Regions from separate parts of the Mus musculus genome. Here regions 1, 2, 3, 4, 6 and 7 are each linked to region 5. The links are chromatin contacts, called in public ChIA-PET, Hi-C, HiChIP or PLAC-seq and promoter capture Hi-C maps. All regions are on one chromosome and are shown on one strand. The core of a region is the stretch at or near the end of the contact, and the rest is flanking DNA. Distances in the headings are between cores, read along the strand shown.

The links. Hi-C and Micro-C count contacts between places; a contact is called where the count stands out from the background. ChIA-PET counts read pairs in DNA pulled down with a chosen protein or histone mark. HiChIP or PLAC-seq counts read pairs in DNA pulled down with a chosen protein or histone mark. Capture Hi-C pulls out chosen DNA fragments and counts their contacts.
Region 1: a contact with region 5 is called in an H3K4me3 HiChIP or PLAC-seq map of bone marrow-derived macrophages, with 4 times the contacts expected there. The contact joins the promoter of Rpl6 here to the promoter of Ppp1cc in region 5. A contact is called at or near these places in 1 of 39 promoter capture datasets (cranial neural crest) and 2 of 115 datasets of contacts at active chromatin or transcription factors (bone marrow-derived macrophages and extraembryonic endoderm stem cells).
Region 2: a Hi-C map of B cells shows a contact between it and region 5, with 11 read pairs. The contact joins the promoter of Rhof here to the promoter of Ppp1cc in region 5. A contact is called at or near these places in 3 of 484 Hi-C or Micro-C datasets (B cells, the G1E-ER4 cell line and embryonic stem cells), 6 of 115 datasets of contacts at active chromatin or transcription factors (bone marrow-derived dendritic cells, bone marrow-derived macrophages, embryonic stem cells and 2 more) and 2 of 9 other capture datasets (liver and pancreatic islet).
Region 3: a Hi-C map of B cells shows a contact between it and region 5, with 11 read pairs. The contact joins the enhancer-like site here to the promoter of Ppp1cc in region 5. A contact is called at or near these places in 3 of 39 promoter capture datasets (the C10 cell line, cranial neural crest and pre-B cells), 1 of 484 Hi-C or Micro-C datasets (B cells) and 2 of 115 datasets of contacts at active chromatin or transcription factors (bone marrow-derived macrophages and memory CD8 T cells).
Region 4: an RNA polymerase II ChIA-PET map of effector CD8 T cells shows a contact between it and region 5, with 7 read pairs. The contact joins the promoter of Rnf34 here to the promoter of Ppp1cc in region 5. A contact is called at or near these places in 1 of 39 promoter capture datasets (liver) and 5 of 115 datasets of contacts at active chromatin or transcription factors (cardiomyocytes, effector CD8 T cells, embryonic hindbrain and 2 more).
Region 6: an RNA polymerase II ChIA-PET map of memory CD8 T cells shows a contact between it and region 5, with 12 read pairs. The contact joins the promoter of Orai1 here to the promoter of Ppp1cc in region 5. A contact is called at or near these places in 1 of 39 promoter capture datasets (pre-B cells) and 3 of 115 datasets of contacts at active chromatin or transcription factors (embryonic stem cells, memory CD8 T cells and microglia).
Region 7: a promoter capture Hi-C map of liver shows a contact between it and region 5, with 2.0 times the contacts expected there. The contact joins the promoter of A930024E05Rik here to the promoter of Ppp1cc in region 5. A contact is called at or near these places in 3 of 39 promoter capture datasets (liver, pre-B cells and stem cell-derived epiblast-like cells), 5 of 115 datasets of contacts at active chromatin or transcription factors (cardiomyocytes, effector CD8 T cells, memory CD8 T cells and 2 more) and 1 of 9 other capture datasets (liver).

Annotation. Positions count from the first base shown.
Region 1 is chr5:121,203,061-121,205,760 of GRCm38.p6, forward strand. It overlaps Rpl6 (ribosomal protein L6), which reads left to right and starts at 1,441. Exons shown (of 7, transcript NM_011290.5): 1 at 1,441-1,492; 2 at 2,346-2,603; 3 at 2,694-2,700. The coding sequence starts at 2,346. LOC115490270 (a small nucleolar RNA gene) reads left to right here and starts at 1,950; the gene lies at 1,950-2,083.
Region 2 is chr5:123,131,230-123,133,929 of GRCm38.p6, forward strand. It overlaps Rhof (ras homolog family member F (in filopodia)), which reads right to left and starts at 1,400. Exons shown (of 5, transcript NM_175092.3): 1 at 1,006-1,400; 2 at 638-725. The coding sequence starts at 1,143.
Region 3 is chr5:123,056,649-123,059,348 of GRCm38.p6, forward strand. No RefSeq gene overlaps it. Among named protein-coding and RNA genes, the nearest start is that of Morn3, 11 kb to the left of the region's middle. Within about 2 kb of position 1,428, at least 361 of the 459 cell types and tissues checked have an H3K27ac peak or open chromatin away from gene starts, as enhancers often do. A contact at or near this core is called in B cells, bone marrow-derived macrophages, memory CD8 T cells and 1 more, where this site is marked.
Region 4 is chr5:122,848,865-122,851,564 of GRCm38.p6, forward strand. Rnf34 (ring finger protein 34) reads left to right here and starts at 1,324. Exons shown (of 6, transcript NM_030564.1): 1 at 1,324-1,434. The coding sequence starts at 1,429. It overlaps Gm33044 (predicted gene, 33044), which reads right to left and starts at 1,072. Exons shown (of 2, transcript NR_169045.1): 1 at 969-1,072; 2 at 586-881.
Region 5 is chr5:122,156,900-122,159,599 of GRCm38.p6, forward strand. Ppp1cc (protein phosphatase 1 catalytic subunit gamma) reads left to right here and starts at 1,376. Exons shown (of 7, transcript NM_013636.4): 1 at 1,376-1,716. The coding sequence starts at 1,662.
Region 6 is chr5:123,013,762-123,016,461 of GRCm38.p6, forward strand. It overlaps Orai1 (ORAI calcium release-activated calcium modulator 1), which reads left to right and starts at 1,313. Exons shown (of 2, transcript NM_175423.3): 1 at 1,313-1,805. The coding sequence starts at 1,497. It overlaps Gm2479 (a long non-coding RNA gene), which reads right to left and starts at 1,266. Exons shown (of 3, transcript XR_387710.4): 1 at 966-1,266.
Region 7 is chr5:122,988,067-122,990,766 of GRCm38.p6, forward strand. A930024E05Rik (RIKEN cDNA A930024E05 gene) reads left to right here and starts at 1,288. Exons shown (of 3, transcript NR_045820.1): 1 at 1,288-2,025. Kdm2b (lysine (K)-specific demethylase 2B) reads right to left here and starts at 1,033. Exons shown (of 23, transcript NM_001003953.2): 1 at 802-1,033. The coding sequence starts at 834.

The sequences.
Region 1 (2,700 bases), core at 191-2,690, 950 kb before region 5:
CACAGCACACACACCCACACACACACACACACATATAGAAAGTCAAGAGAGGGTGGGTGGCTATGGGGGACTTTTGGTATAGCATTGCAAATGTAAATGAGCGAAATACCTAATAAAAAATGGAAAAAAAAAAAAAAGAAAAAAAAAAAGAAGATAAAAAAAAAAAAAAGAAAGTCAAGAGAAAAGCTCCTACCACTAGCAACAGGCAACAGACAAGTAGAAGACAATAGAAATCATGTGTATACGTCGTTCTAAGCACTATGAGGTAGAGGATAATTGTTATATGCGGGGCCTGTGATGACCTAAGTCCTCTTAAGATGACTGATCTCTAGGCCTCATGTGGTAGAGAGAGCCGGCGTCCCCAAGTTGTCCACTGACTTCCATCTGTATGCTGGGGCATGCATCCACTCCCCACTCCCACATGCTCACATAAGCATACACATAAAATAAAATGTAATAAAAAGTAAGGCACTGTCAGGTATACAGTGTCATTTTTCAAAGGATAGTAGCTTATTTAAAAATGTAATGAACAAAAAAGTTTTATTTTAAATCTTATTTATTTTTTCCTATTTAATTTGTTTATTTTGTTTTGGGGGCAGGGTTTGCTTGCATAGCCTTGGCTCTCCTAGAACTAGCTTTGTAGTTCAGGCTGGCCTCAAACTCACAGAGATCTACCAGCCTCTGCCTTCCTAGTGCTGGGATTGAAGGGGTGTGCCACCACTGTCAGACTTTTTTTTTTTAAAGATTTATTTATTTATTTATTATTTATGTATTTGGTTTTCAAAACAGGGTTTCTCTGCATAGCCCTGGCAAGATTTATTTATCTTATGTATATGAGTACACTACACTGTAGCTGTCTTCAGACACACCAGAAGAGGGTATGGGATCCCATTACAGATGGTTATGAGCCATCATGTGGTTGCTGGAAATTGAACTCAAAAAACTCTGGAAGAGCAGCCAGTTCTCTTAACCACTGGGCCATCACTCCAACCCTAACCTTTAGTTTTTAGAAGATAACTCTGGCCAGGCGTGGTGCAACACGCCTTTAATCCCAACACTTGGGCGGCAAAGGCAGGTGGATTTCTGAGTTCGAGGCCAGCCTGGTCTACAGCATGAGTTCCAGGACAGGCAGGGCTACACAGAGAAACCCTGTCTCGAAAAACCAAAAAAAAAAAAAAAAGAAGAAGAAGGAGGAGGAGGAGAAGAAGAAAACTCTGTAAAGTCCTTTCTTCCACCACATGAGTCGCAAGGCTCAAAGTCTGTTCATCATTTTAGGAGAAAGCGCTTTTACTTGCTCAGCCATCTCAGCTGCCCTTACCTATTAGGGTGGGGGTGGGGCCTGGGGGGACGTTCCCTAGGTGCATTGCCACGGAGTAAAGAAAAACTACATTTCCCATGATGCCCCATACAGGAAGGAAGTGATCTTGGTCACCTCCCGTCATTGCTTATAGACCGGAAGCCGCTGCCTTAGTTCTCTTTCCCGTCTTGCAAGGTAGGAATGGCGGGCGTCTGTGTGGCAGCGGCTTTCGGGACCCCAATCCTCGTCCATCCGAAATTGGGGGACATCCGGGGATCACTACCCAGGGCCGCCTATGGTCGGGATCATTCGCCAGATCTCTCGGGAGCTTCATTTCTGTCAGCGTGGGTTGGCGGGGGGCTAAGAACGAGCGTAGCGCCCGAGATGGTCGCTGGGCCCTGCCGGCTGCCGTAACCTGGGGAGGGTTGGAGGGCCTGTGTTGCGACTTGCGACCCTGCAGTGGGGGTTCCAGAACCTTCTGTTGAGCCTGTCTTGGCCACGTTGGGCTTCGCGACTGAAGGTGGGGAACCGCGTCCCCGGAAGACGACCGGAGAGCACCGCTGTCGGCTACTTTGCGGAGCTGGGGCCATCGTGGTGGCTTCGGGACCTAGGGCGACACCAGAGGGGGAGGTCTCGGGTGTTCCGTGCTGGTGCATGGGTTTGGATTTATGGCAGGCCCGTTCCCCTGGGTCTGTCATAGTGTCCCGTGCTAGAGCAACCCGTGGCCCCGAACCATTGCCTGGCCTCTGCCTGTAGGCTGCTGGCACTGAAGTGGGTCGCACAGAAGAGCCTCGAGATTCTGGGCTTCCTTGCCTGTGTAGACACTAGCAAAGATTGTCTTTGGTTTTCTGATTCACAAAAATGGAAGAATAAGATAAGGAACCACAAAAAAGTTTTTTAGCAAAAAAAAAAAAACAAAAAAACTAATAGTGCTAGATACTTAACCCTGTGTTTGGAAGGAAGAGGCATTGCAAGCATCAGAGGATGGTTTTCATACTAGCTTGTTGACAAATGGTTGATGAAATGCCTTTATTGTTTATATCCCTAGATGGCGGGTGAAAAAGCGCCTGATACAAAGGAGAAGAAACCTGCGGCCAAGAAGGCTGGCAGTGATGCTGCTGCCTCCCGGCCCCGGGCCGCCAAAGTAGCCAAAAAGGTTCACCCTAAGGGTAAAAAGCCCAAGAAGGCGAAGCCCCATTGCAGCCGAAACCCTGTCCTGGTGAGAGGAATTGGCAGGTACTCCCGATCTGCTATGTACTCCAGGAAGGCCTTGTACAAAAGGAAATACTCGGCTGCCAAGACCAAGGTAGGAGAGGGAACGGATGGCCCACTATGATGCCTTATTCCTGCGTTTGAGGTCTGGCAGGATCCTGGATTGATGGGTTTGTCTTTGTAGGTTGAGA
Region 2 (2,700 bases), core at 150-2,649, 970 kb after region 5:
AAGGCGTGCTCGTGCCACCACTGCCTGGCCAGACTTTAGAGCCTTAGCGCAAATCGTCTGTTTCTTCACAGCCCAAGACCAAGAAACCACAGAATAGACTGGAGCTCTAGGATCCCAGAATCCAGGGGCACAGGAAGAGAGATACATTCACACAGGACCTCGGGGGTCCCAACACATAGACCTGCCCAGCCATACGCAGCATCCAGGAGTCACAGCCCTGATCCAGATCTCACTAAACTAAAATTATAGGGCTGGGGAACACAGCTAATTGGAATCCAAGCCCCCAGGGGACTCAAAGCAAAGACCACACACAGTAAGGAACGAATTCTGCAGCCCTGGGAGGTAGAAGTACAGCCCACGTTTCCTAGAACCACAGGAGAGGAACATAGCTAGGGAACGAATGGTACTTAGCGCTGGGGGGTGGGGGATGCTGGGGAAGGGGGTCCAGAGTTCACCTCAATCTATCACCTCCACTTAAAGCTGAGATGGCCAGGGTCCTTTTGGCTTCCAGAGCCTCCCAGCCAGCCAGCATCCTGCAGGGACCTGGCCTGTTAGGGTGTCATGAAGGAAATGCCCCAGAAGGCAGGGGAAACCTTGGGAATGACCACAGGGAGCCTGTGTGCTCTGGTGCACTCACCAGCCGTGTCGTAGAGGTTCAGGGTCACCTCCTTGTTACCCACTGTCACACTAGCCGTGTACTTCTCAAACACCGACGGGGCGTAGTGCTGCGAGAGAGGGGGGGGGTCGGGTTGATCTTTTAAGGGGTGCAAAGGTGAGCTAACCATCCCAGACATATCCCTCCCCCCACGACTGTCTAACACCCTCACTCCAACCAGCTCGAACCTGGCAAACCACTGGGCTCAGGAATTCTCAAAGGGCTGCCTGGAGGAGACAGCTGAGACTCCATGGTCCAGGCTTGGGGCCTGGGTCCAGGTTGGGGTAAAGCCCTTGTTCCCTGCGGTCCCAAGCCCATCCTCACCCCTCCTGCCACCAAGCGGGCCTTACCTCGGGAAATGAGCCTTGGCAGTACACCATTAGCAGGGACGTCTTGCCGCAGCCGCCGTCACCTACGATCACTATCTTCAGCTCCTTCCTCGCCGAGCTGGGGGCGGCGGCTGGGGCCGGAGCACCCGGGGCGTCCATAGCCCGGAGCCCGCAGCGCTGGATGCTGCGCGCTGGCTAGAGCCCAGTAGAGCGACAGGGCAGGGGCGGGGTTACAGGGCAGGGCTACGAGGCTCCACCCACGGGCAGCTGGCGCCACCTCTGCCAGGCAGCCTCCCAGGTTCACCACCCTGTCTTAATTCTCCTCGGCTATGGTCCGGGGACCCCGGGTATTTGTCTTGCAGTCCCAGGGGAAATGAAGAACCTGAAGAAATGGATGCTGAACCGCAAGCGCAGTGCACCCCCACCCCCTGCTTAGTAGATTCGTGGTTTCTGCCTCTTCACAGAGACAGCCTTTAGTTGGCAAGCTCCGCCTTCTAGCAAGGACCCTTTGATTGGCCGGTCCCACCCCCACAGAGAAAACGTTGATTGGCGGGCTGTATCCTAGCACCCGGGTTCGCATCCAGCCCTTGCTGCTACAGCTTATCTTCCCACAGGTTGTAGCCGCGGTCGTTCGGAGAAGATGCCAAAAGGTGGGTTGTGTGTGTCCACATAGTCTGACCCTGGCCTTAGCCGGTGTGCAAATGCAGGAATTCTGCCCACCTACCCTGCCCACCCATTCCGTTGGCCCGTACTGTGGAGCCATGGCGCCCCCTGCCGGCGAATGCCTTCCGTCAGCAGCCTGTTTTCAGGGCGGACTCAAGATACTCGGCTCGGAAGGGCGACCCCAAACATGACAAGTCGCAAATGTGACAAGCCGAGAGCCCTAGTTGAGAATATCTGGACCTTCCGTAAACTTTGGAAACGGATAATCCTTGTCGCTACCAATAAGTGTTCTGGTGTCCGGTCTTTCACCCCAGGAGCTCCACTCTCATCCCCATTCAAATTGCTAGTACTCCCAGAACTACTAGCAGTACAGCTGGCTCATATCACTGCGACCCATGCTTTTCCTGTTACTGTGTGCCGCGAGTCCACCTCCAAAATCAGGCCAGTGGTCAAGCGGTAGGACCCCAGGAGACTGCCAGCAGTAGGCAGATCCTGAGGGTGAATATAATTCTACTAGAGGAGTTCATTTCTTCAAAGCAGTGTTGGCAAAGCTCTTGTCCTGGGCCTCACAATGGGGAGTCTTGATTTTCAAGTTCTCAGCAAACATCAAGAAAATTTTACTCTGTGGAGTAACTACCAACCTCACTCCTTGTTTCCCCGCCTCCTCCCCCATTGCGCCAGGAGACGCAATACACGGCTCCACCACCAGAGGACAGCAGCGACCGCCCGTGAAAACGCAAAGACAACAGGGTGGGTGGAAACCTGAACCAATCTCCAGCTGTTAGGGAGAAGCCCCTCTTGTCACTGGATCAACCGCCCATAGACAAATGTTCAGCAACTCACTCATTCCTTTTTTTGCAACTTGTTTATTGAGAAACAACCATGTTCCTGCCTGTGAGGAGCTCAGTCTAGAGGAGGCAGTATTGACGGAGTTCCCGGGACCAGTGAGATCAATTTCGAGACTACAGCTGAGGGGCCAGGAAGGTTGTGTTTGTTATATTGGGTACAGCTGTATAGAGGGCGAGCCAATAGAAGCTGGAGGGGTGCCCAACT
Region 3 (2,700 bases), core at 178-2,677, 900 kb after region 5:
AGAGCAGCTAGTACTATTAACCACTGGGCCATCTTTCCAGCCCTAAATACTTAATTTTAAGTATTACTTAATTTTAAAGATGTATTTATTTTTATTTAGATGAGTACACTACAGCTGGCTTCAGACATATCCCAGAAGAGGGCATTGGATCCCATTACAGATGGTTGTGAGCCACCTTGTGGTTGCTGGGATTTGAACTCAGGACCTCTGGAAGAGCAGTCAGTGCTCTTAACCACTGGGCCATCTCTCCAGCCCCCTAAGTACTCAATTTAAAAAAGCATTTTACACCAAGCATGGTGGTAAGTTTAGCACTTGGGAAAACAAGGCAGAAGTATAAATTCAAGGACACCCTGGCCTTCAGGGGAAACCCTACCTCAAAAGACAAAAAAAAAAAGAAAAAAGAAAAAAGAAAGAAAGAAAGAAAGAAAGAAAGAAAGAAAGAAAGCAAGCAAGCAAGCAACAACAACGACAACAACCACCACCCAAAAGCTGAGGAGACCGCTCAGTGGAGAGAGCTGTTACTGTATGGTTGTGGCACCTGTCAATAGTTAAATCTGATGGCTTATGGCTTAGGCAGGAAATAGGAGGTAGGACATCTGGGAGAGAGAAAGAATTCTGGGATAGAGCCAGGCACGAGGTCCACCTGGGAGGATGCATGGAACCTGAGCACAGGTAACCAGCCATGGGGCAGAATATAGATTAAAATTAGTGGGTTATCATAAGTTATGATTCTAGTCAGAGAAGAGCCTAGCTCTATGGCCAAGGTATTTGGAAATCTGTTTTGAGTCTGAGTCTTATTTCTGGGAACACGGGACCGGGAGGAAGAATCGACCCTTATATCTACAGCTCAGTGGTTAGAGCATTGGCTGCTCTTCCAGACAACCTGGGTTCTGTTCCCAGCACCCACATGGCAGGCAACAACCGTCTGTTACTCCAGTTCCAGGTGCTCTGACTCCCTCTTCTGGATTCCCCTGGCACAAGGAACACACCCCCAAAACAGTCATACACAAAAATATTAAACAAAACATTTTGTTGTATTTAGCCAACCACACTATGCGAACTTACATTTCTACCAAGAATCATAGTGAATTTTTAAATAACAATAAAATAAAATTATAAGTCAAAACCACAATCAGAACTAGATTCTAGCTCTTTAAAAGCGGGATTGTGGGGAACGGGGCTACAAACAGGATGGTGTGGCTGACGTCATGAATTTCGGGGGGCTTTAAATGCGCATGCGTTAGGCTCGCTTCACACACGCGATCTTCCTGCACGCAGTGCGCGTGCGCACGGCGAAGGAGCCCCGCCGGCTTAATTTTTTTTTAGGTGGGAGGAGCCAGTCGCGGGAGTTCTCGAGACCTACCTGCTCCCGCGGAATTACCCGTCCTAGCCCCTCTGCACATGCGCAATCACCAACACGCGTCTGGGAGGTCTCTGAAAGGCGGGCCCGAGGTTGCGCCTGCGCTCTGGGTACTCTTCGCGGAAGTGAGTGGGAGATGGGGGTGGGAATCGCGCTTCCACGCGGAACCGACGGAGGGCGAGCCTGAGTGTGCGGCTAGGGTTCGTGACTCCTCCAGTGCCGCCCTTCCTAGTCACGTGAAGACTGGACTGTGGACACAGAAATTATTTTTCTAATTTAAAGATTCTTACATAATTACCCATGTCTACGTGAAGGAACTGTTTTTTCTTTCAATTTTGTGTTTCTGGGACTAGTACAATGTATCAGTCCAGGCAGGCCTCGAACCCCAATCTTCTTCCTTCAGCTTCCCGAACGCCAGGATTCTCAGGCGGAAAAGTTTAGTTTTGGATTTATCCCTAATCATTTCTTAGCCTTTTTTTTTAAGAATGCTTGAAACATCACGAAGCATTTTAGGAATCATGCACGGTAGCTCGGGCTCAGAGGGAGGAGAATCACTCGGGAGTTCAAGATCCTCAGCTACACAGGGAGCTGAGAGGCCAGGGCTCAAAGCAGAACTCACTTCGGATGCCTCCGAGTGTTCGGAGAGATTACCAAGAATTATTAGTAAGTGGTTCTTGTCTGTTAGGCAGATTTATTGCATAAAGGCTAGCAAAGAAGTCTGCATAGAATTATGTGTGGCTTTTGTGTCCTGAAGGTGGTTGGTTCATTTGTTTCCATAAACAAGTATGGAAAGCGGATAGTGTTCAATATATGAAGACTGTTCTGATGGCTGGGGACACCAAGAAGCCTGTAGTTCAGCCCCAGTTCTTAAAGGGTTCTTGTGGGAAGGTCACGTGGTTCAGATGTAGAGGCAGTCTTGGAGGTAGCTGTGGGAGCACCTTGACATCTGCTGGGTGACGTCTGTGCACTTCAGAGACTGTCCAGTCAATACAGTCGTGCTGGACTTGGGGAGAGGAAGTCTAGATGCCAGAAGAGGAGATTAGGACCAAAGTGGAGGGTGAGAGACCATGTGTGTTCCTGAACATTGAGGGGTGGTAGGGAATGAGGCAGGAAGCGACTGTTAGACCAAAATCGCCTACTTCAAAAGGGAGAAGTTAGTAAAACTCTCTAAGGAAGATTATTTACGGGTTTACGATTTATTCATCCGTGTCTGTGTGCATGTGTAAGTTGCACCCATGTAGTGGTATGAGCGTGACATTCAGTACACAAGTCTACAGAGCTCTCTCTTTCCAACATGCAAGTCTCAGTGTTTGAACTCAGAGCCTTGGGCCTGGTGGCGG
Region 4 (2,700 bases), core at 74-2,573, 690 kb after region 5:
TGGTTTCTAACACTCACATAGTGGTTCACAACTGTAATTCAGTTGCAGGGCATCCAACATCCTCATCTGACTTCCCTGATCACTGTACACATGTGGTGCACAGATACACATGCAGGCAAAACCAGATACAAAGAATTTTAAAGTATTATTATTATTATAAGAATAGGAGTTGTCTGGGTCTTCGCTAAGGAAGAAGTAACATCTTGAGCTCTAAAATTTCAATTATTATTATTATTTTATTATTTTTTAAGACAGGGTTTCTCTGTATAGCCCTGGCTGTCCTGGAGCTCACTTTGTAGACCAGGCTGGCCTCGAACTCAGAAATCCGCCTACCTCTGCCTCCCAAGTGCTGGGACTAAAGGTGTGTGCCACCACGCCCGACCTCAAATATTATTTTGAAGTGAGAGAAAGAAATGTAGGAAAACCAACTAATTAAAGCCTTAATCCAGCAAGGCTGAAGAAATTTATACCATCTTTTGCCACTTGTTTTTCTGCCCCGACGTCAGTTTGAAGGGATCATGTGAATTCTTTGAAAGGGTTAGTTAGTACTTGGGTAAATTTGAACATTACATCAATTGGACGCAGTTGTGGTGGAACACATCTTTAATCTCAAGCACTCGGAAGGCAGAGAGGCAGGCATGATTTCTCTGAGTTCCAAGCCAGCCTGGTGTAAACTGGGAGTTCTCTGGCCAGCACAGCCAGGAAAAAATCTTGTCTAAAAAGAAAACCGCACACACACACATACGAACCGAACGACAAAGAATTGGAATTGGACAGCCTTTGGTTCTTCAGCCGTTCTCAGTACATCTTCTAAATGGCTCGCCCTAGATCGTGCTGCCCCTCTTCCTTGAGGAGATCCGAGGTTCTCCTGGTGATGAGATCTAGAACATTCGGAGAATGGGTTAAGCCCGAGAGAGGCCCTGCTCCGCAGGTTAGAATAAAAGCTTCAAACCAACAGTGTTTCCTACTTCACCACAGCTCTTTTTCTGCCTCGGGCCGAGGGAAGCTATCCACCCAAAATAGGAAGCCAATTCAGCCTGAGCGGCTTTCTCTCCGACAGACCGGGCGTCACGTCGCGTCACGCCCCGCCCCGCCCCTCTTCGCCCCGCCCCGTTTCCCTCCGCCCCTCCCCTCTCCCCTTCGCTCGCAAGACTGCGCCCGAAACCCCGCCCCTTCTTCACCATTTCATTGGCTTTGGTGATCGGGCCCCCCGAAGACCCGCTTCGGATTGGTGGGCTCCGCCCGCCGCTCGGCGTCTTCCCGGGGCGTGAGCCGAGCGTGGCCATGCCCCCTTACGTAGGGACGCTCAGTGGGTCTCGGGAGGCGCCGCATTCGCCGCCTTAGAAGGAAGGAAGATCCGTTGTGTGAGGAGGCTGCTATGGTGCTGAGTTCCCCGGTAGAGCCGACCGAGCCGAGGCGGTCGCGGCCATGAAGGTGAGGGGCTGGTGGAGCCGGGAGGCTCTCCTTGCCTCTCCCGTACGCCCAGAGCGCTTCCTGTTTTCCGTCTCAGCGGTTACCCAGAGGGGCTTCGTGAGAGACCACCACGTAGCGGGGCGCCCGGCCCGAAGTGTGTGTGGGGCCCCGACCGGTTCCAGCCGGAGAGGCCAGGCAGCAGACCCTCCCGAGCTCCCACAGCGCCCTCCGGCGTCCTGGCCGAGGAGGCGGCTAGTGGCCCTGCGGTCTCAGCCCGCTGGGCCCTGTTCCCAGGGCCCTGTGCTCTTCTCGGGGTCCCGAGCTTTTTTTTAAGCCGCAAGAGCCTCGGTGTCTCTGGCCATGGCTGTGCCCTCTGCCTCCCCCGAGTCCTTGAGCTAACCCAGACTTCGGGGGGTGCATCACGAGACAGAAGGCATAGAGAGCGCTGCGTGGTATGATGAGGCTAGGACCTGAGTGGCCCATGGGGGGTTGGGGGTGTCCTCCTTCAAGGAGTCCTTCCCGTGGGTTTAAATGTTGTGGCCGTGACCTAGAGCGCTAGACGTGTCTACATCGCCACTAGGTACGCAGCAAGTAATTTGGCAGCCTTGCTCCCAGGTGGGAGTGAGAGCGTGGGAGAATCACTGATAGAAGTTTCAGAAAAGGGCAGGTTTTGTGTGTGTGTATGTGGTGTGTGTGTGTGTGTGTGTGTGATTTTGGCCTACTTAGGGGAGATGAATTTTCTCAACCCCATCGCAGAGAGTTCTAAAGAGGCTGTGTACAGCAGTCAATTCAGGCATTGATTCATTTGCCCAAAATCAAGTCAAATGGCGTGAGTCAGAAGGTGGTGATGTCTTCCCTCACGGTGTTGTATCCATCTCGTGGAAGAAGTAAGTGTGTTGGCTTTGGGCTGCTAGATTGACGACCTTGCACAGAGTGTCAAAGATTTACTGTGGACGATTGAAGAGAGGGTCAAGTGGATAGAGAAATTCAGCAAGTGTTTTGCCCAGCACCTTCACTGCCTTAGTCAAGATGGGGTAGAGGTAATTCAAAATATAATCACCCTGTTTAAGAAAGAGTTTGCCAGTTAAAAGAAAAGAGCCCCTTAAGCATGGTGGCACAAGCCCGTGATCAGCGTTTAGGAGGTAGAGGTGGAGGATTGCTGCATGTTTGAGGCCAAGCAAGTGTTTTCGTGGAAAACCAACCAACAACAATCCCCTGAGAGATAGATCTCAAGTAGCCACATTACAAACTGCAATAATGTAAGGTGTGTGTGTGTGTGTGTAAAAA
Region 5 (2,700 bases), core at 126-2,625:
TGACCATTTGTGTAATGGTGTGCAAAACCATAGCTTGGGACAATGAGTTGGTGAGTGGGCAAAGTGGAGCAGAGGGCTGAGGAGAGCTGGGGAGAATCCTGAAACCCCACTGTCGGGGGCTAGCATCAGGAAAAGGGCTCAGATCTAGATGGGTGCATCACACACCATGCTGCGGGGCCACGGGAAGACAGAGCTTGTAGAAAATGAGTCTCTCTATGGGGAGACAACCTTGCAAGGCATTCATGGAAAGGAATCCTCAGATCCATCCCTCTTGCTTTGAGAAACATGAACTGGAGGTGGGGCTGGGGGAGAACATTTTGTAAATTTTCTGGCGTGCTACTGGGAAGAGATAAATGGGTCAGATGGGTGTGCATTTTTCTTCCATAGGCAGCTAGCCTGCGAGGCAGCAGAGTTGGGGACCCCTCAGGTGAAGGGGTGCCCCTGGGGAGTCAAGGAAGCTAGAGGCAAGCAGCAGATGAATGCGCTGAGGCCCAGAGCGCACGCACAGCAACCTCCCAGGAAATGTGCAAATTCCCATTTTATCTGCTCCGGCACGCTCATTCAACCCAGCTCCGGCTAAATACAGGGGAAATCTCTTAAATTATTATATAACTTTCTGAGTTCAAGAAAGATAATTCAAAAGATAGGTAGTAGCAACCCTTACAGAATTCTCCCAACCTCTCTCTAAAATGTAAAAGAGCATTAGCGCACACAAGAAGCTCACACAAATTACTTAATGTGCCACTCACAGTGGATTAACATTTTTTTGGCTTATCTTGGGGGCTTCTTTTTTCCAAATATTGTATCGTAGATGCTTTATTGCAGTATTATGAAATTTTGCCAGTGCTGGGAATTGAACCCAAGGTCTCACACATACTCGACAAGCATTCTCACCACGGAGCCGTATATCTAGCTCTTCTTGTTCACCAATGTGCCAGAGTATTTGAATCCCCAACGTTCCAACCTCCTCCTCTTTATGATTCTCCACAGGCAAGCAACCCCACCCCAGATTGGCTCCGAGGGGTGATTCAGTGTTGAACTCCCACCCCGCCATGTCGGTCAGACTTCTGTCCCCAAGCAGCAGAGCCGGAAGGAGCTGGTGAGCCTCGCAGCGCGCAGCAGACTGACAAAGTCCACCTTCAACTTGCGCGCGCCAACTTCACAACTTCCCTCTCCCGCCACAGGGGGTCTATTTCCCCCGCCCGTTTGGCGGAAGGATCCCGCGCGCGGTGGCGGAGTCGCGCTCAACCGTCTCCGCCCGGGCTCCGCCCCACCCCCGCCCTACGCGCTCAAACCCCGCCCCTTCCCGGCGCCGGCCCCGCCCCCTTCCCGCGCGCTCTATGGGCCCGTAAAGAAGTCCCGGCCGGGCCGCTGCACTCCCGCGCGCGCATCCGTGCGCCGCCCGAGGCTGGCCTGAGGAGTCGGCGGCCATCTTGTTCTTCTCGTGGTTCCCAGTGGCGAGAGGAGGAGGAAGCCCGGAGCGGAGCGGGGCGGCTGGGGGGGGTGGACCCGCCGCGGCTGCTGCTGCCACCGCCGCCGCCGCCACCACCGCTCGTGGGGCTCGTGGCGTGAGGAAGGAGGACGAGTGAGACCCCGGGGCGAGCGGGCGGCGGCGCCGCTGCTGCTGCTGCTGCTGCGGGAGGGTCGGCGGCGGGACGGCGATGGCGGATATCGACAAACTCAACATCGACAGCATCATCCAACGGCTGCTGGAAGGTGAGCGGCGCGCGGGTGGGTGGCGGGGCAGGCCCGGCCGGTGGGGGATCAGGCCCAGTGGAGGGGCCGGTCTTTTCTCGGAAGCCGCTTTGGATCTGGGGCGCGCATACAAGCGCCTCCGGGTTTGGGGACCCCATTATTTTTTATCACTCCCCTGTCCTTGCTTTCACATTTATCATCTGGAGTCCAAGGACTCATCAGAGGGACTTGGCTTGGCAGGACGACGTCCCAGTGCGATGAGAGTCCGTCTCCTGCATTTTCCTACCCCCTCCACCCTCCCCTCAAAGCCATCCATCCTCCAGCGTTCTTTCCCCCTTGAACGTGCATCCGCACACGGACCCAGTCCGGGTGACAGTGTGGCTCTCTCTGATCATCAGATTGTTGTGTCCCTGAGGACAGGGGGACGCTGCCGCGTTCAGCGAGCACCCGCCAGGTAGGTGCTGTGTTGTTATTATCCTGGAAGTGGGTTTCGCAAGAGAAACTCCCAAGACCTCGCTGGACCAAGAATTAACAGTTAAAAGTCAGGTTTCAAACCCCGGGGTAGCTAGGAACCTAGAGAGAACCTGCCGCCTTCCAACTGTTCACCCCGTGGGAACCCAGGATGTCCAGTGGTTGAGGAGAGGTTCAAAAACAAAAACCCAGCTTTCCTTTTGTCCGACTTGGGGGTTTCTGCCGTGTGGTTTCCTACTTTGGAGATTTCAAATTTGACATAGGTCTGGATCCTGCTAATCACAGATCCCACAACATCCGCTGAAGCTAAAGAGGAGAAGATCCAGTAACCTTGATTTGGGCTCTTGACACTAGCTTGCTTTGGCCCAAAATACTTTTGGAGTGGTGGACAGCTGCGCAATTCTGGTGGTAGATGTCTTCAAGTAAATCACTGACAGAAAAGGGAAAAGGTGTCTTTTTAAAATCTGGGCATTTCCCCGGGGGGCGGGGGGGTGTTTTTCAAGACAGGGTTTCTCAGTATGGTCCTGGGGCTGT
Region 6 (2,700 bases), core at 63-2,562, 860 kb after region 5:
CCTCTAGCGGTTGTACAAGAGTTTAACTCTCACACTGTTAGACCTGGAGTGCCACACCACATGCTTAGGATTTATTTGACTGGGATCTAAATTTATCATTTGTTCTTGTTTTTCCCACATGTATTCAGTCAACAAGCATTTCTTCAATGTGGAGTATGTGCCAAGAAACATTCTGAAGGCTGGGGGTTAAAGCGGTGAGACTGCTCTTAACGTGTCCTAAAGTTCCTTAGCCCAGTGCCCTCCCTACCTTACCGGTATCTCCTGAGCCCCACCCTGAACCTCCCTATTTTCCTCTTCCCTTAGGTCCTGGCGCCTATCTTGCTGGCCCAGGTCTCAGCTCAGATGAGACTCCCAAGGTGTGAACCTTTTTAGTCTGCCTCCTGCAGAATAGAAAACGCTACGGAGGGGTCTGGGAATGGCAGGCACAGGCTAATGGCAGGCACATGCTAATGGCAGTAGTCCAGAGGCTTGGGCAGATGGCTCTTTGTGAGTTCGAAGCCAGCCTGGTCTATATAACAAGTTTCAAACCAGGCAGAGCTATGTAGTCTCAAAAATAAATAAATACAAACGGGGGCTAGCATTCTAAAATTAAAATAAAAACCCTGTTACTATCCACCTTTTTTTATCTTTTTTTTTTCTGTACACATTTACAGTCTCCTGAACTATAATTGACTCGATGTTTGTGTGTCTTTTCTACAAGAGTGTTGGCTGCAAGGGTGCAGGGAATTTTGTCCCTCTTGTGTTTCGAGGCAAGGGCTCACTCCTCCTTCAAACTCATTGTTTTCCAGTCTCCTCTATGCTGGGACTCCAGGCACGCATAACATCTTCGGGATCGACTTTGTCCGTCTCAATCACAAGCCTACACCCTGCCCTCGGTGCCTGGGACCGTGTTGGCACCCAATAGACGCTCAATAACCGCTCACTGAACTCTAGTAGCCCTCCGCTTGCTCTTTTTTCCAACAGACCTTTTGCCACCTTGTTCCAAGGAGGAAATAGGCCTCAGGAGGCGCCCAGAGGTGACCTCGGATGGCCTAAGTCAAGAGCTCCGGGAGCAAAGCCACAGGAGCAGCTGCAAAGAGAAGCGAGGCCTGACAGCGTGGGGCGCTTCCAGGAAGGCGAGCCAGGGGCTGGGGGCGGAGCCGTCGGAGGCGGTGCGGGGTACGTCACTCGCACGGACACCGCCCACCGCCTTGTGGGCGGGGTGTGTTCGTGGGTGTGGCGTATGCAAATAACCTCGGGTCGCCGGCCAATCGTGGAGCTCGCGGAGGTGCCGGCTTGGGACCGGACGCCGGTCGGCACGCAGGCTCCGGTCGCGGCCGCTTGGAACTTGCGGAGCGGTTCTGCAGCCAGTGCCTCGGCCTTCGGATCCGGTGCGTCCGGCTGCGGGAGACCGGCTCGAGTGGGAGGCCGGCGGAGGTGCGGCGCGGCCCGGCCCGGCCCCGGGGCCGCAGCCTTCTCAGGCGCTCGCCGCCAGCCGCGCCTTCGCAGCGTACTCCATGCATCCGGAGCCTGCCCCGCCCCCGAGTCACAGCAATCCGGAGCTTCCCGTGAGCGGCGGCAGCAGCACTAGCGGCAGCCGCCGGAGCCGCCGCCGCAGCGGGGACGGGGAGCCCTCGGGGGCCCCACCGCTGCCGCCGCCGCCACCCGCCGTCAGCTACCCGGACTGGATCGGCCAGAGTTACTCCGAGGTGATGAGCCTCAACGAGCACTCGATGCAGGCGCTGTCCTGGCGCAAGCTCTACTTAAGCCGCGCCAAGCTCAAAGCTTCCAGCCGGACCTCGGCTCTGCTCTCCGGCTTCGCCATGGTGAGCTCGGGCCTCCCTGCCCTCCTCCCCTCTTCCTGCTTCGGCCGCTCCCGCCCGCAGCCCCGACGGGGCCCACAGTTGGGAGCGGGCTGGGCGTGCCTGGGGTGAGGGGAAGAGCTGGGGAAAGCTGTCCTAGGCGCCGGAGGGGAGCCAGAGGCTGCTGAGCTGTGAGGGCGAGGTGGACGACCAGAGATAGAGATACCCACGCGCAGGTGTTTTTAGACGGGCACCTTGTCGCGGCAAAGAGGTTAGGGTTACAAAGAATGTTGCTTTCATGAAGTTGCTATGTAAGAAGTCTGCCCTGCATGTAATCAGGGGGACAAGAAGGATGCAAAAGGTCCAGCCCACTGAGGACAGGTGTCAGGAGATGAAGATGAGCTACATTGTGGCCGCGCCTTCTCGCACACCTAAGGCCGGAAGGTATTAACAAGACTTTATCAAATATTGGAGGGGATTTCCCAATACGTTCCACCTCCCCATACTCCACTAACTCTTACTCCCTTTTACACTCCCCACCCCACCGCATTTTCCAAGAGCCTCAGCCTAGGGGTTGAGTGCCACTCCCCACCCTCATTTTCTTCTCTAGAAACTTGCCTCTGAGTCACTGGGTGTGGGGGAGGAGGGTGGGACATGTTCCCCTTGAAAGGGCTCTTGCTTGATGAAGAGGTAGGCATATTTTCCTCCCCTCAAGTCCCAAGAAGGTGGTACGAAGCCTCTGCAGGAGGCGCCCCTGGAGGCTGCAGGTTAGGCACCAGACCTTAACTCTAGGAATACCTTCAGGCTTGCCTGTCTTGGAGTTTGCCTGGAGCTGTTATTATCTTTCGATGACATCAACCTACATCAGTGGGGTCTGCCGCCCCCCCCCTTCACCATCACGGCCGCCTCCCCCCCCCCC
Region 7 (2,700 bases), core at 38-2,537, 830 kb after region 5:
TCCTCTGCCCCCACGCCAAGTGATGTGCTAAGCTTTGCCCACTCGACTGGGAGCCTGGTTATGTAACCCCTGAAGGGGGCTCCGGGTATGAGCTGGCGGGGCAGATGTAGGCCCCGAGAGAAGCCGCTGCAGCAACCGGCTCCGCGGTAACAGCAGCCCTGGCGGCCACGGCGGCCAACCCGGGAAGCCGGAACCCAGGGCCGGCGGCATTACTAAGGCTGGAGCTGCTCCCGAGCTACAGAAAAGCTGGAAAGCTGAAACGGAAGGGTTGAGACCCTAACGGCCCCCGCCGACCGACCGCTAGTGCAAGAAGAGGAGGGGAGGGGAGGAGGTTAAGAATGTGGGGGGAGAGAGGCAGCCAGCCCACCACAAAGCTTCTATCAGAGACCCCAAAACGCACCAGCAGCTGCCTCATCTCCCCACGAGCGCGCGCGCACACTCACTTCCTAAGGAGACTCCCCCACCACTCCCCGCATCCTTCTTCCTCCTCCCTCCGCCGCTCAGCACCGAGCCCCGCAGCCCCCCAGATCCCAGGCGAACCCCGAGCCCGCTCAGTCCCTTCCACGCCTTTCGGCGTTGCCTCCTCCCCACTTAAGTGTCTGAGACCCTGAGCCTCACAAGAGACTGGAGGAGTAAGCTGCTTGCTTCCTTTTGCATGCAATTTATTATTTTTTTCCGGTCCTCTTGCAAAATACAGAAAAGGAAAGAAAAGGCAGCAAGAAACAACCAAAAAAATAAATAGATAGATAAATCGATCATATACCAGATACAGATTTGGGGGAGAAAAAAAAAGCTACACACCAATCTTCTTCCAGAGTCTTTCTCTGCCTCCATTTTTTTAGGAGAGTTCACCAATTAATTGTCAACACTCCTGCCCCCTGCATTTTGGCGGAGGGGGAAAGGAGGGAAGACCAAAGAAAAGAAAGCAAAAAAATAAATAAATAGAGCAAGCCAGAGCCGATATCTACAAAGTTTTGCACCAACACTTAAGCAGATCCGTTTGCAAAGTCCTAGGAAACCATTTTCAGCAGTTGTGGGGGGGGAGGCGTCGACGTCATAATCCCCGGAACGTAAACATTGTTGCCGATCGCGCTCGGAGCTTGCGGCTAGGCTAGTTGGGGAAAGGGGGGGCTCGGGTTGGGGGTGTCGGGGACCGCAGCCGTAGGAGGTGTGGGGCCAGAAGGGAGCCTGGGACGCACCGGGCGCTGTTAGCGCCTTGGCATCGCTGTTTTGTTGTTGGGTCACGAGTGCGCCTCTGCACGCAGGCGCCGCCGCCGCCCGGGAGCTGACTTTTGGAGGGCTGAGTTGCAGGCGGCGGGCGCATCCCAGAGATGGCGGGGCAGGGAGGGAGGGAAAGAGAGGAGGGGGTGGGGAGGGAGGTGCAGATTTGCACGGATGGCCTCAGCGGGAGGCGCGGAAATGCTAGCCAAGCCTGCTGGCGTGAAAGCCCCCGGGGCCTGGCACCCCCCAAAACGACCCCCCACCTCTGCCCCTGCCCCCTCTTGCTTGGGTTACGCAGGGCTGTCCCTCTCTTCCTTCACCCACCTTTCCTCATTACCTATGCTGGCGACCTAAATTCAAAGTATTTTGTATGTGTGATTTCTTTTTCTGTTTTGCTTTTCTACTGCATGCCTGGGGGGAGGGGCCAGCCTGTCCAGACCCTTATCCATTTGCGAACCTGCCATATGGAGGAGGCATCTGAGGGGCTCAGAAAGAAATTACCTCAGCACTGTATCTGTACAGACTGCATAACTTTTAAACTCCCGGGGCTGAAATAATAATATGGAGACACACGCACAGGTACAGGAAATACAGCCAGTCCACAGCCTTTTCAGACTGCAGCTGACCGGAAGAAAGCCTTTGGTTCATTCATTCGGATAGCCTCGGTAGTACAGCCCTGAAATAGAAGTTGGGCTTTTAAAGAGAAAGGAAAAAAAGTCTCTACACTCGCTGAGAAGAGATAAATCGATACACAGGAGGGAATAGAGAATCGGATTCAGCGTCTCTAATGCAGGCAGGCAAAAGGTAAGCCTCTCTCGTGTGGCAGTTTAAGAGAAAAGTGGTGGTTGTTTGTGGCTTTCTGGGGTACAGCAACCTTGATTGATCCATATTGTTTCTCAGCGGAGAAGGGGGGCAGCCTTTGTGAATATTCCTGGAGTAGCAGATCCCCAATGTTCCTCCGTCTTTTAAGTAGTGCTTGTGACTGCTTCCAGAATTGACTGACCCTCAGTGGTCCTGGAATTCCTTTAAGTTGAGAGAAATGCTGGCCCTAAACTTTGTTTCCCTCCGGGCCTCTTCCTTTCTTGCAAGGGCCTAATGACAGCATCACAAGGATGTTCTGAGAGACCTCCCAGGTGACGCTAGCTTGGCGTACAAGCTAAAGCAGGTCATTTTGCACCCTGGAGAAACCCAGATTCAAGAAATTATGAGTTTAGGTGACTGCTGTTTTTATCTTGTCCCAATGTCAAGAGCACTGGTTCAGACAGATACGGGGAGGAAGTGGCCTTGCCACCTGAAATCAGCTGTGAACCACACATCGTCACCCTCCCTTACGTCAGAATTTCCTGCCTTATCGGTCTGTACTTTTTTTCCACCTGTCCCCAAATCTGCTCTTTGAATTTTTTTTTAAAAATTCCATCCATGCACGTTATCGGTAGAAATCTACGTAGAGATGAGGCGACAAACACCAAGTTTGTCACC